3 separate regions of the Mus musculus genome follow, and all the other regions are linked to region 1. Evidence: chromatin contacts called from public HiChIP or PLAC-seq and capture Hi-C data. All regions are on one chromosome and are shown on one strand. Each heading gives the region's core, a stretch centred on a gene start, on an enhancer-like site or on the middle of the called end of the contact. The rest is flanking DNA. Distances are from core to core; before and after follow the strand shown. Region 1 holds the start of Helz2 (helicase with zinc finger 2, transcriptional coactivator). Region 2 overlaps Rtel1 (regulator of telomere elongation helicase 1). Region 3 holds the start of Eef1a2 (eukaryotic translation elongation factor 1 alpha 2).

What was found. HiChIP or PLAC-seq counts read pairs in DNA pulled down with a chosen protein or histone mark. Capture Hi-C pulls out chosen DNA fragments and counts their contacts.
Region 2: a contact with region 1 is called in an H3K27ac HiChIP or PLAC-seq map of embryonic stem cells, with 6 read pairs. The contact joins the enhancer-like site here to the promoter of Helz2 in region 1. A contact is called at or near these places in 2 of 39 promoter capture datasets (macrophages and neutrophils), 12 of 484 Hi-C or Micro-C datasets (CD4 T cells, the MNK3 cell line, Th1 cells and 7 more), 10 of 115 datasets of contacts at active chromatin or transcription factors (the 230-238 cell line, the HPC-7 cell line, the SCID.adh cell line and 7 more) and 4 of 9 other capture datasets (adipose tissue, liver, macrophages and 1 more).
Region 3: a contact with region 1 is called in a capture Hi-C map of embryonic stem cells, with 2.2 times the contacts expected there. The contact joins the promoter of Eef1a2 here to the promoter of Helz2 in region 1. A contact is called at or near these places in 5 of 39 promoter capture datasets (cranial neural crest, embryonic stem cells, macrophages and 1 more), 3 of 115 datasets of contacts at active chromatin or transcription factors (all in embryonic stem cells) and 4 of 9 other capture datasets (adipose tissue, embryonic stem cells, liver and 1 more).

What each region holds. Positions count from the first base shown.
Region 1 is chr2:181,240,550-181,243,632 of GRCm38.p6, reverse strand. It overlaps Helz2 (helicase with zinc finger 2, transcriptional coactivator), which reads left to right and starts at 1,606. Exons shown (of 19, transcript NM_183162.2): 1 at 1,606-1,667; 2 at 2,562-3,083. The coding sequence starts at 2,635.
Region 2 is chr2:181,331,245-181,334,327 of GRCm38.p6, reverse strand. The region is part of intron 8 of Rtel1 (regulator of telomere elongation helicase 1); the gene reads right to left. Among named protein-coding and RNA genes, the nearest start is that of Rtel1, 13 kb to the right of the region's middle. Within about 2 kb of position 1,532, at least 8 of the 459 cell types and tissues checked have an H3K27ac peak or open chromatin away from gene starts, as enhancers often do. A contact at or near this core is called in embryonic stem cells, where this site is marked.
Region 3 is chr2:181,155,464-181,158,546 of GRCm38.p6, reverse strand. It overlaps Eef1a2 (eukaryotic translation elongation factor 1 alpha 2), which reads left to right and starts at 1,532. Exons shown (of 8, transcript NM_007906.3): 1 at 1,532-1,823; 2 at 3,066-3,083.

The DNA.
Region 1 (3,083 bases), core at 357-2,856:
TGGTATTCTAAAAACACTCTGGTTGAGATAGCTCTCTCTGCTAGTAAAAATTCTAAAAGCTGTCTGGATAGCAGCTATATCCAGTAGCTAGCTCCCTGAAAACAAAACACCTAGTCAGGTCTAAGGGGATCTCTCTCTCTCTCTCTCTCTCTCTCTCTCTGTGTGTGTGTGTGTGTGTGTGTGTGTGTTGAGGAAAGACCAGAAAAGCTGCTATATTAAAAAAGAAAATAAAATTTGGATCTTCAGACCAAGTCAGAAATCCTGTTAAGAAAAACCTCTTGAAGAGCTCTTTTTGCTCTCCAGAGATCTCCAGGTAGCTTAACCATCACTAGAGAAAATTCCAAAGAACTGCTATTCCATTCTGCTAGCTCATCTCATGCAGACCAAAAGCCCAGTTTTTAAATTTCCATATCAATTCACTTATTTATTCCAGGTGCTCTTTTGATTATCCTATTAATCAGCGTCCTGTGACCCCAACCTTTTGATTCAGAGACAGCAAACATACATTTTCTCTTAACATTGCAAAAGAATTCAGAGATCTGTCTGCCTTAGTTAAGCCTAGATGACATGCTAGTTTGTTGGGACCCTGCCCTGAAATTATTTCCACCATGCACCGTTTCCATCACGCCTGAGTCTAACCTTGCTCTGTCCTAGGCTGACCTTAAACTCAGGAACCTGCATGCCTTATGCTTTTGTATCTTTGCGACAAGTTGGCTCATTGTGTACCTGTCTCTGTTCCTTTAAATTCATGAAACCCCTCATAATTCATATCGCATCCTTATATTTTTGGATAGTTAAGAAATTATATATTTTCAAATTCCCGTATTTAGAGCTCTTTCCCATAGCCTCAAGGGCTGTCCTGAGGGTTCCAGTGTTTACCATTTTGCAGAGACATAGCCACATCCTCGACTCCTGGACTCTGCTGTTTCTAATTCTCCTGGAGTCATTAATGTTAACAGAGAGGACATTCCTCGAAGGAATGTGAAATATGTACATTATTATACAAACTTGCCTTATGCCCACAGCAGCCATTTGACACTCCTGGAGGCTCACACCAGGACCCTATTCCAAGGGTAGGAACCATGTCACTCTGTCCCCACGGGGGCCATGCCAGGCACAGCATTGACTAAAATTATTAGCGCTTCAAGGAAGAAGTCTAGTGCCTTTTAGGAACAGGTCCTGCCCCAGCATAGAGTTCTCTGTTCCTTGCCTGTCTGGCCCTGCTCCCAAGGACCCTAGCCTTTGGCTATAGCACCCAGAGTAAATTTCCCAAGGCTCTATAGGCAAAGGCTCTCCCACTCCCAAATAGGGGCTTTTTTTTTTTTTTTTTTAATCCTAAAGCCATCTACCCTGGGGCTCATCTTACGGTTCCCACACAAGAGAGTACAGACGTCTAAGTATGAGTAGGGGGAGGGACCGGGAAAGGGCCAGGTTAAATCCTGCTGTGTTGACCTCAAGGGGACTGTGGAGGTGGGGAGTGGGGGAAATCTTCCTAGGGCCAGGGAGCTCCGCCAGGTCTGGGAGGGAGGCTATCACTTGAGGGCGGGGCAGGGGCGGGGCAGGGGGGGCAGTGAGGTAATTTCCGTGCTCTGTCGTCAGAGTTCTGAGTCGCCCCAGGGGCAGAAACGAAACTGATCGCTACTCTTAAGTCGATGCTGGTGCACTGGGTGAGTATGGGGTGGTGGCTGGGGACTGGAGGGGCCACCTAGAGAGGTGTGAAGACCACCCCTTTGCCTGCAAATGGGCAAGATCAGTGGCCTCAGACAGACCCTAGCATCGGACAACTCCATGGACCCCTCTTCCTGCTTCTCCAGCTGCCGGGTATGGGGTTCTAGCTCTGACGACTTAGAAAACTCCACAGAGGAGTGCAGGGAGGGACTGCAGGCTTTGCCTGTTGCTCATTCTTTCCATTTAAAACATAATCTTTGTACCTCAACGATTGCCTTGAAAGTTTAGAGGGCTAGGGTATAGGTCAGTAATAGATTATTTGCTTGGCATGTATGAGTGAGAGAGAGAGAGAGAGAGAGAGAGAGAGAGAGAGAGAGAGAGAGAGAGAGATATGACCTGACTAGGTGTTTCAGGGAGCTAGCTGTTCTCTCGCCCATCCTTGCTGGGTGGTGGTACTAACTAAGACTCTGGGCTCTGGGCATTGCCTCTCCTTCTGGCATCTCTATGGGAGCTCTGAGGAGGGCTATCCAACCTGGGTAGAGCGGAATTTCTACAAGGCTGTGTCCTCCCCTTCAGAGGCTCCTGTTGCCAAGTCCAGGTGGGCTATAGTAGTCCCAGCAGTCAACTAGCAGGTCTCAAGAAAGGGGGTACTCTCTTCAGACGGCCAGGAGCCCCAGAGTTACCAGATGGAGGATTCTGAGGCCTCCCAACTCTTTTTTTTTTCCAGCAGCCACTTGGGCAGGACTTGGAGAGGCCTTTCAGGAGGAAAGGTTGAGTTAGAGTTCCCCCAACAAGCCAAGACTGGGCAGAAGTCTCTGTCCTACACCCGACAGAGGTGTAGGTCCTTCTTGACCTTGGGCTGACTTGCTTCTCTTGTCCTATCACCTCTCCAGGGCTGACGGTTTCAGTACAGCAGCTGCCCAGAAGCCTGGCTCACAATCCTGAAGGACCTGGCCTTTGTCCGAGATGGCATCCGTGGGTTGCAGTCTGAGGTCGGCCAGCACATCCGCCACCAACGGGCCATCCTTAGCCGGACTCTGTGCTAAGGTAGACCTTTACCTGGGCTGCTCCCGCTGCACCCAGTGCCTCAATGAGAGTACCTACATTCTGCGTGAGGTAGAGCACACCTGCCCCAGGGAGATCTTGCTGGCCCGCTTCAAGCAAGCAGCAGAGAGCAAGATCTGGCGTAAGGTGGGCCGCAGGCCTAGCTTCCCAACGCCTATGCGCTATCAAGTCTGTCACTACTATAGGCCAGGGTTGGGCTGTAGGCGTCACTGGAATAGATGCACCTTTGCCCGAAGCCCTGAGGAGGCACTGGTCTGGACATTTGAGCTCAAGAACAACCTTCCCCGATTGAAACTGAAAGAGGCTGTGCAGGGCACCAGAGCCCCAGATAGGCTGCAGACCCCAGCTGA
Region 2 (3,083 bases), core at 283-2,782, 91 kb before region 1:
TTTATTTTTATTTTATGTATAAGGGTGTTTTTGCCTATGGGTATAATCTGTGGACTATAGTCACGCAGTACCCACAAAGGCCAGAGGAGGGTGCCAGATTCTCCTTGAACTACACTTAGAGCTCTGTGAAACACCATACAGGTTCAGGGAAATCCAAAGTAGGCTCTCCAGAAAAGCAGTCAGTGAGTGCTCTTAACCACTGAGCCATCTCTCCAGCTCGACATCTAGGGTTTTTTTTTTTTTTTTTAAAGATTTATTTATTTATTATATGTAAGTACACTGTAGCTGTCTTCAGACACTCCAGAAGAGGGAGTCAGATCTTGTTACAGATGGTTGTGAGCCACCATATGGTTGCTGGGATTTGAACTCCAGACCTTTGGAAGAGCAGTCAGTGCTCTTACCCACTGAGCCATCTCACCAGCCCGACATCTAGGTTTTGATAGATGTGGATTAAAAAAAAAAAAAAAAGCCGGGCGTGGTGGCGCACGCCTTTAATCCCAGCACTCGGGAGGCAGAGGCAGGCGGATTTCTGAGTTCGAGGCCAGCCTGGTCTACAAAGTGAGCGCCAGGACAGCCAGGGCTATACAGAGAAACCCTGTCTCGAAAACCCAAAAAAAAAAAAAAAAGATTTATTTATTGATATATGTAAGTACACTGTAGCTCTCTTCAGACACACCAGAAGAGAATATCAGATCTCATTATGGGTGGTTGTCAGCGACCTTGTGGTTGCTGGGATTTGAACTCTGGACCTTCAGAAGAGCAGTCAGTGCTCTTAACCACTGAGCTATCTCTCCAGCCTCAGATGTGAATATTTTACAACCAGTATTCTACTCCCTCAAGAAGAATGTAGCTTTGAGCGGGGCAGTGGTGATGCACGCCTTTAATCCCAGCACTTGGGAGGCAGAAACAGGCAGATTACTAAAGCCAGTCTGATCTACAGAGTGAGTTCCAGGTCAAACTCTGTCTCAAAAACAAAACAAAACAAAACAAAAAAACAAGGAGGAGGAGGAAGGAGAGGAGGAGAATGTAGCATTTCTGAGACTCACTTCTCACTGCTGGCAGTTTCTAGCTTCCCACTTCTGGCAGTGGTCAGTAAACTCCAGTGACTGTATGCCTGAGTCACTGGATTAAGGACTTTCTTTTCCTAGAAGGGAGCTACAAGCACACACTGTTGACAGAGCTACTGCGTGATCACCATATCCACCAGCCACAGTTGGTACCTCCGACTGCCCCACACCTCACACTTACTTCTACCTTTGCTGCTGATGCTGTTGTTACTTTGTGGCAGGGAGAGTGCCTGTGTGCTAAGGTTCATAGGTAGAGGTCTTAGGACAGTCTAAGGGTTCTCACCTTCCAACATGTAGGCCTTAGGAACTGAACTCAGAGCATCAGGCTTGCTTGGTGATAAGCACCTTTACCAGCTGAACTATCTTGCCAGCATGCTTTGTTTTTTATGTATGTGTGTGGTCCTGTGATTGACTACCTGGGCTCACCAATGCTAGACAAATGCTCTACCAGTGAGCTAAGTTCCTAGACCCTTAAGTCTCTTTAATTGCAGCCATTTCCATCAGAATACAGTATCACTTCCTGTAGTTTGGGCCTGAAATGACCTTGTGACTAGAGCAGTTAAACCCTTCCACAAACCATAAGTGGCCATTCTGTAAACTTCAGAAAACTATCTACTCAGGTTTCTTAGAAGTGAGCTGGACTGTTCAATTCTAAAAGCCTTTGTTCACTGTAGATCCAGGTCCTTTGAAAGGCTGCAGCATTTCCTCATTTTCTGAAACTTGCTTTTTTTCTTTAAAACCATGTTTTGAAGTTTTTATTAACTTTAAAATGCTTACAGCTGCATATTCCATTTTTTTGATAAAACAGAGAGCGAATATATGCATAGTGTAAAGAAACACTGAAATTCTGACCTATTAGAATCTTAATAGGCACATCAGCCATGAACTCTACAACGCATGAATAACTAAATCACTTACCTTTTCACGGAGCATGTTCAATGATAGAAAATAAAGTTTGACCCTAGTACCTGTGTGTGTGTGTGTGTGTGTGTGTGTGTGTGTGTGTGTGTGTGTGTATACGTACATATGCATATAACTTGAAAAAGTAAATATACACACTATTCTCAGCTAGAATGCTAAAAAAATTTTTTTAACTAACAGTGGGAAGATCAAGATGTTAGAAGGTAAGGCACGCTAAGACCCCAGCCTCGAGTTCAATCCCATGAGAGAACCAAGTATTCCAAATCATCCACTGACCTCCACACATGCACAGTGGGTCACACATACATACACTCAAACAAAAATAAATTAGTACTTTACAATTTTCTTTTAAATTTAACTGATAAAGCCAGGTGTGATGGCCCACGCCTTTAATCCTAGTACCCGGGAGGCAGAGACAGGTGGATCTCTGTCAGTTGGGAGCCAGCCTGGTCTACAAAGTGAGTTCCAGGACATGGCTGTTATACAGAGAAACCTTATCTCAAAAAAACCAAAACCAATACTCTTGAAAGGAAAAACTGATGTTAGAGTTTACTAATCTTCTCTCAGAGTGTGATAGCATACACCTTTAATTCAGGAGACAAAGGCAGACAAATTTCTCTGAGTTCAGGCCAGCCAGGGATACACAGTGAGACCCTGTCTCAAAACAAAATAAGACTTTAATTTTTCTAATTCTTTTAAAAAGCCTAAGCTTGAAATTTTAAGTCTAACTTATTTTGTTTTGTTTTTCAAGACACTGTATCTTTGTGTAGTGCACACCAGGCCTGCCTCTGCCTCCCGAGTGCTGGGATTAAAGGCATGCGTCACCACGCCCGCTTACCGCAGTGATTTCTAACCTAGTTCTTCAAAACTGTCATGCTAGGGCCAGCGAGTTGGCCCAGCAGGTAAAGGTACTTGTCTTGTCTTTACCAGATCACTGAAGCCTTCTTTCTGTCCACTTCCGCTATCCTCAACCATTCAACAGCATCTTCTGCTATCTGCTCTCCCAACTCCAGGTACTAAAATCCAAGCTCTGTAAGAGGTGCCTAAGTAGCACCACACACTAAGTTCTTGATGTATATTTACCATAGGGATTAG
Region 3 (3,083 bases), core at 283-2,782, 85 kb after region 1:
TCTTAAAAATCTGTTTTCTGCCTATTCCCAGGGTCTCTCATACCAACAAAGGCTTCAGGGATTTGCAGTGGAGGCAAAGTATGTCCTAATGACAGGGAGGTACTTTTGACCTGCCTCCTGTAGGTCAATGTATAGGTGTTTCAGGCAGGACATGACCTCTGGTCATTAGGGGTCAGTCCTCTAGATGGGTAAGCTCCTGGCCTTGGGCCTTGCTGGCTCACTGCTGCCCAGATAGACAGAGGAGGCGACTCCAAAGCTAAGGACTAATAGCTATTCACAAAGATGCTGGGTTTTGGACCTCATTATTGAGCCCACTCTACCTCCTGATTTCGAAACCAGGCCCAGTCATCTCCATGCAAGAAGGAAGGCATTCAGGGAGAGATGAGTTGGACAAGTGGGTGGAGTAAATGCTAATGTCTTGCCAGGCGTTTATTTTTAATTCCTGGCTCCCAGTTGACGGTCTCAGCAGTCTTCAAAAGTGCCAAGTCATCTGAGAGCCCTGCCTAGCCTCTGGCTGCCCTCTGCTAGACAGACCCTCATTAGGCTTCACCTTACTCTCTCTTCATACTTGATAGCTGCCCTAATTGGGCACCCATCTCCAGGGTCCCCTAACAGGCGCTCTCAGTAGGAGGTGCTGGGCCCTGACCTGGGCCTTCTATGTCTAGATCTACTCTACACCAGGGTAGAAGGAATAGGCACAGGCCTGCTGTCAGTCAGCATAAATACTCAAGGAACCTTTGCTTCCTACTTGCAACCACAAAGACTGGTTGGGTTAGGACAGGTGGCAGTATTGGAAAACGGGAATGTCTGGGTCAAATGACAAGATAGGCACCTCTGAAGAAGCCCCTGGTGATACACGGTGGCCACAACCCCCTTAAGGTCTATTTGGGATATCCTAATCTTTCTAGAAATCTCAAGGGCTCCCTGCTTCCTACCAATGGAGCCTGAAGGAGAGTGGGGATCTGAACCCTGTTTGGATGTTCTTGGTGACCTTAGCTAAGACCATCTGAGAACGGGCTTTGTAAATTCCCTACACCTAAGGGAATAGGTAGACAAAAACCTCTTTCCAGGGCTTCATAAGAAGGTTGGGCTGCGGGCTGGACTGGCTGATTGCCTCAAGGGCCTGTCATGTAGGGTCCATGTGAGTAAGCACTTGTGCTAGGGGTGGTGGGGATCGTGGAAAACCTCTGGAAACTGAGCTTCATGTTCACCGGGACTCAACCATGAGCAGGGCCAGCAATGGATGCCCACATCAAGGCTTGCAGGGATCTTGACCTGGGCTTGGGCCTCTTCTCTCCTAGTCTACTTGCTGGTTCCCTATTGTGTTCCACCTTCCTGGGGACATCTTTATGTTGGATGTACCTTTTTTTTCCCCCCTGCTCTCCAGCAACCACTGTCTCTGCTACCCCAGTTCTCTCTACTGTTTCTTTCGCTTCTCTCCATCCCTGCCCCTCCTTTCCTGGCTCTGTTTCCCTGCCCCCACCTCTGCGCGCTGCACCGCCCTTTTGCCTGTTTTTCTCTCCTGGTCTGCGTTCTCGCTCACTGGTTCTCTCCCTCGCTCCGGTGCATCATTGCAGCTGCGTCCTCTCGGATCCTCATTACGCCGGCCCGCGTCCGTGGGTGCGCGGCCCCTGCGTCCACGCATCTTTCGCATCCCATCTGCCAGCCGCTCGGCGCCCGCCTCCCCCCTCCGGTACCGCATTGCCGTACTGCAGGGGCGCAGTGCATTGCGCCGGCACCGTCAATAGGTGGACCCCCTCCTGGAGAGATAAAACCGCCGGCGCCGGCGCCACCAGTCCTTCTGACTGAGTCCTCGGCTCTGGGTAAGGACGCACATCCCGGTCTGAGACCCTTGCTTAGGTTTTCAATCAGGGTTCGCTTCTCTGGGAACCCAGCCCGGGGAAGAGGGGAATATGCGGCACCTAGCTGGGCTGCACCCCTGGGCTGGGGGTGGAGGGAGGCTGTCTCTAGACTGGGCATGGTGGGTCCCCGTGGCAGTCGGGTAGTGAGTCCCTTAGGCAATTGTGACAGTGGAGGGGGGCCTTCTCCTGAAACCTGCCATCATGCTGTCACCTTGACCTTGGGGCTTGTCTGGGCTCTGCTGGGCTTGACAGGCTGGTCGGTGAAAGTGCTGGCGCGGTGGTTTGGGGCCCTGGGGATGTCCGTGATTTGTCAGAGTAGGGCGGGGGAGGTGGTGAAATCTGAGGACCCCTATCGCGTCCTATGTGGCTCCCACCCTCGGATGCACCCCCCACCCCAACAGGCCTGAGCTTCTCGGTTGACCTCTGAGATGCGCGGGTACTGAGACACAGGACCTGGACTGGATAGTAGGGGAGAGGGTCAGGGCATCTCTGAGGGCACTTGCTGAGCTGGGCCAGGTGGGATTTTTATTTCTCTGGCTAGAACAGGACATTCACCTCTCGGCCCTCATGGCTGCCCCTTGCCTGTGGGGAGGGCCTGAGCTATTCTGGGCCTATGCCTGGGTACCATCCAGCTGTCTCCTCTGCCAGCCTGTGGGCAGAGGGAGGAAGATGGCGCCCTTGCCCGTGGAGGGGCTGAGGAGTGCTGGCCTTCTCTTCATGGTGGCAGCAGATGGGGGTAGGGCAGTGTCCCTCCCTGGTGTGTGTGTGTGTGTGTGTGTGTGTGTGTGAAGGGGGGGGTGGCATCGAGGACAGGAAGGACAATGCACCCTAGAGCTGGGCACAGTGACTCATCACAGGGCTCCTGGCTGCTCCAGAGCTTCACTCAGTCTGCTGCTCTGTGATGTCCAGACCTGATTAACCCTTCCCTAAGGAATTTGCCTCCAAATCACCTTCCCAAACACTTACACACTAACGGAGCATTTGGGCTAAGGTATAGGGTAGAGAAACAGGTGGCTTATGAATGAAATGTGGCTGAATGGGGTTAGGACAGGGTTGGGGGGGGGTGTCGTTCTTCCCTATTCTGGCTCAGGAGAAGACTGGGTCAGGGCAAGCTCCCAAACAATACAAGAATGGCGCGGGTACCTCTGCTGGACTCTCTTTGGGCCCCTTAATCACTTGTTTCCCTCGTCCCTGACTCCACAGAGTTCCTGCCCAGCATAT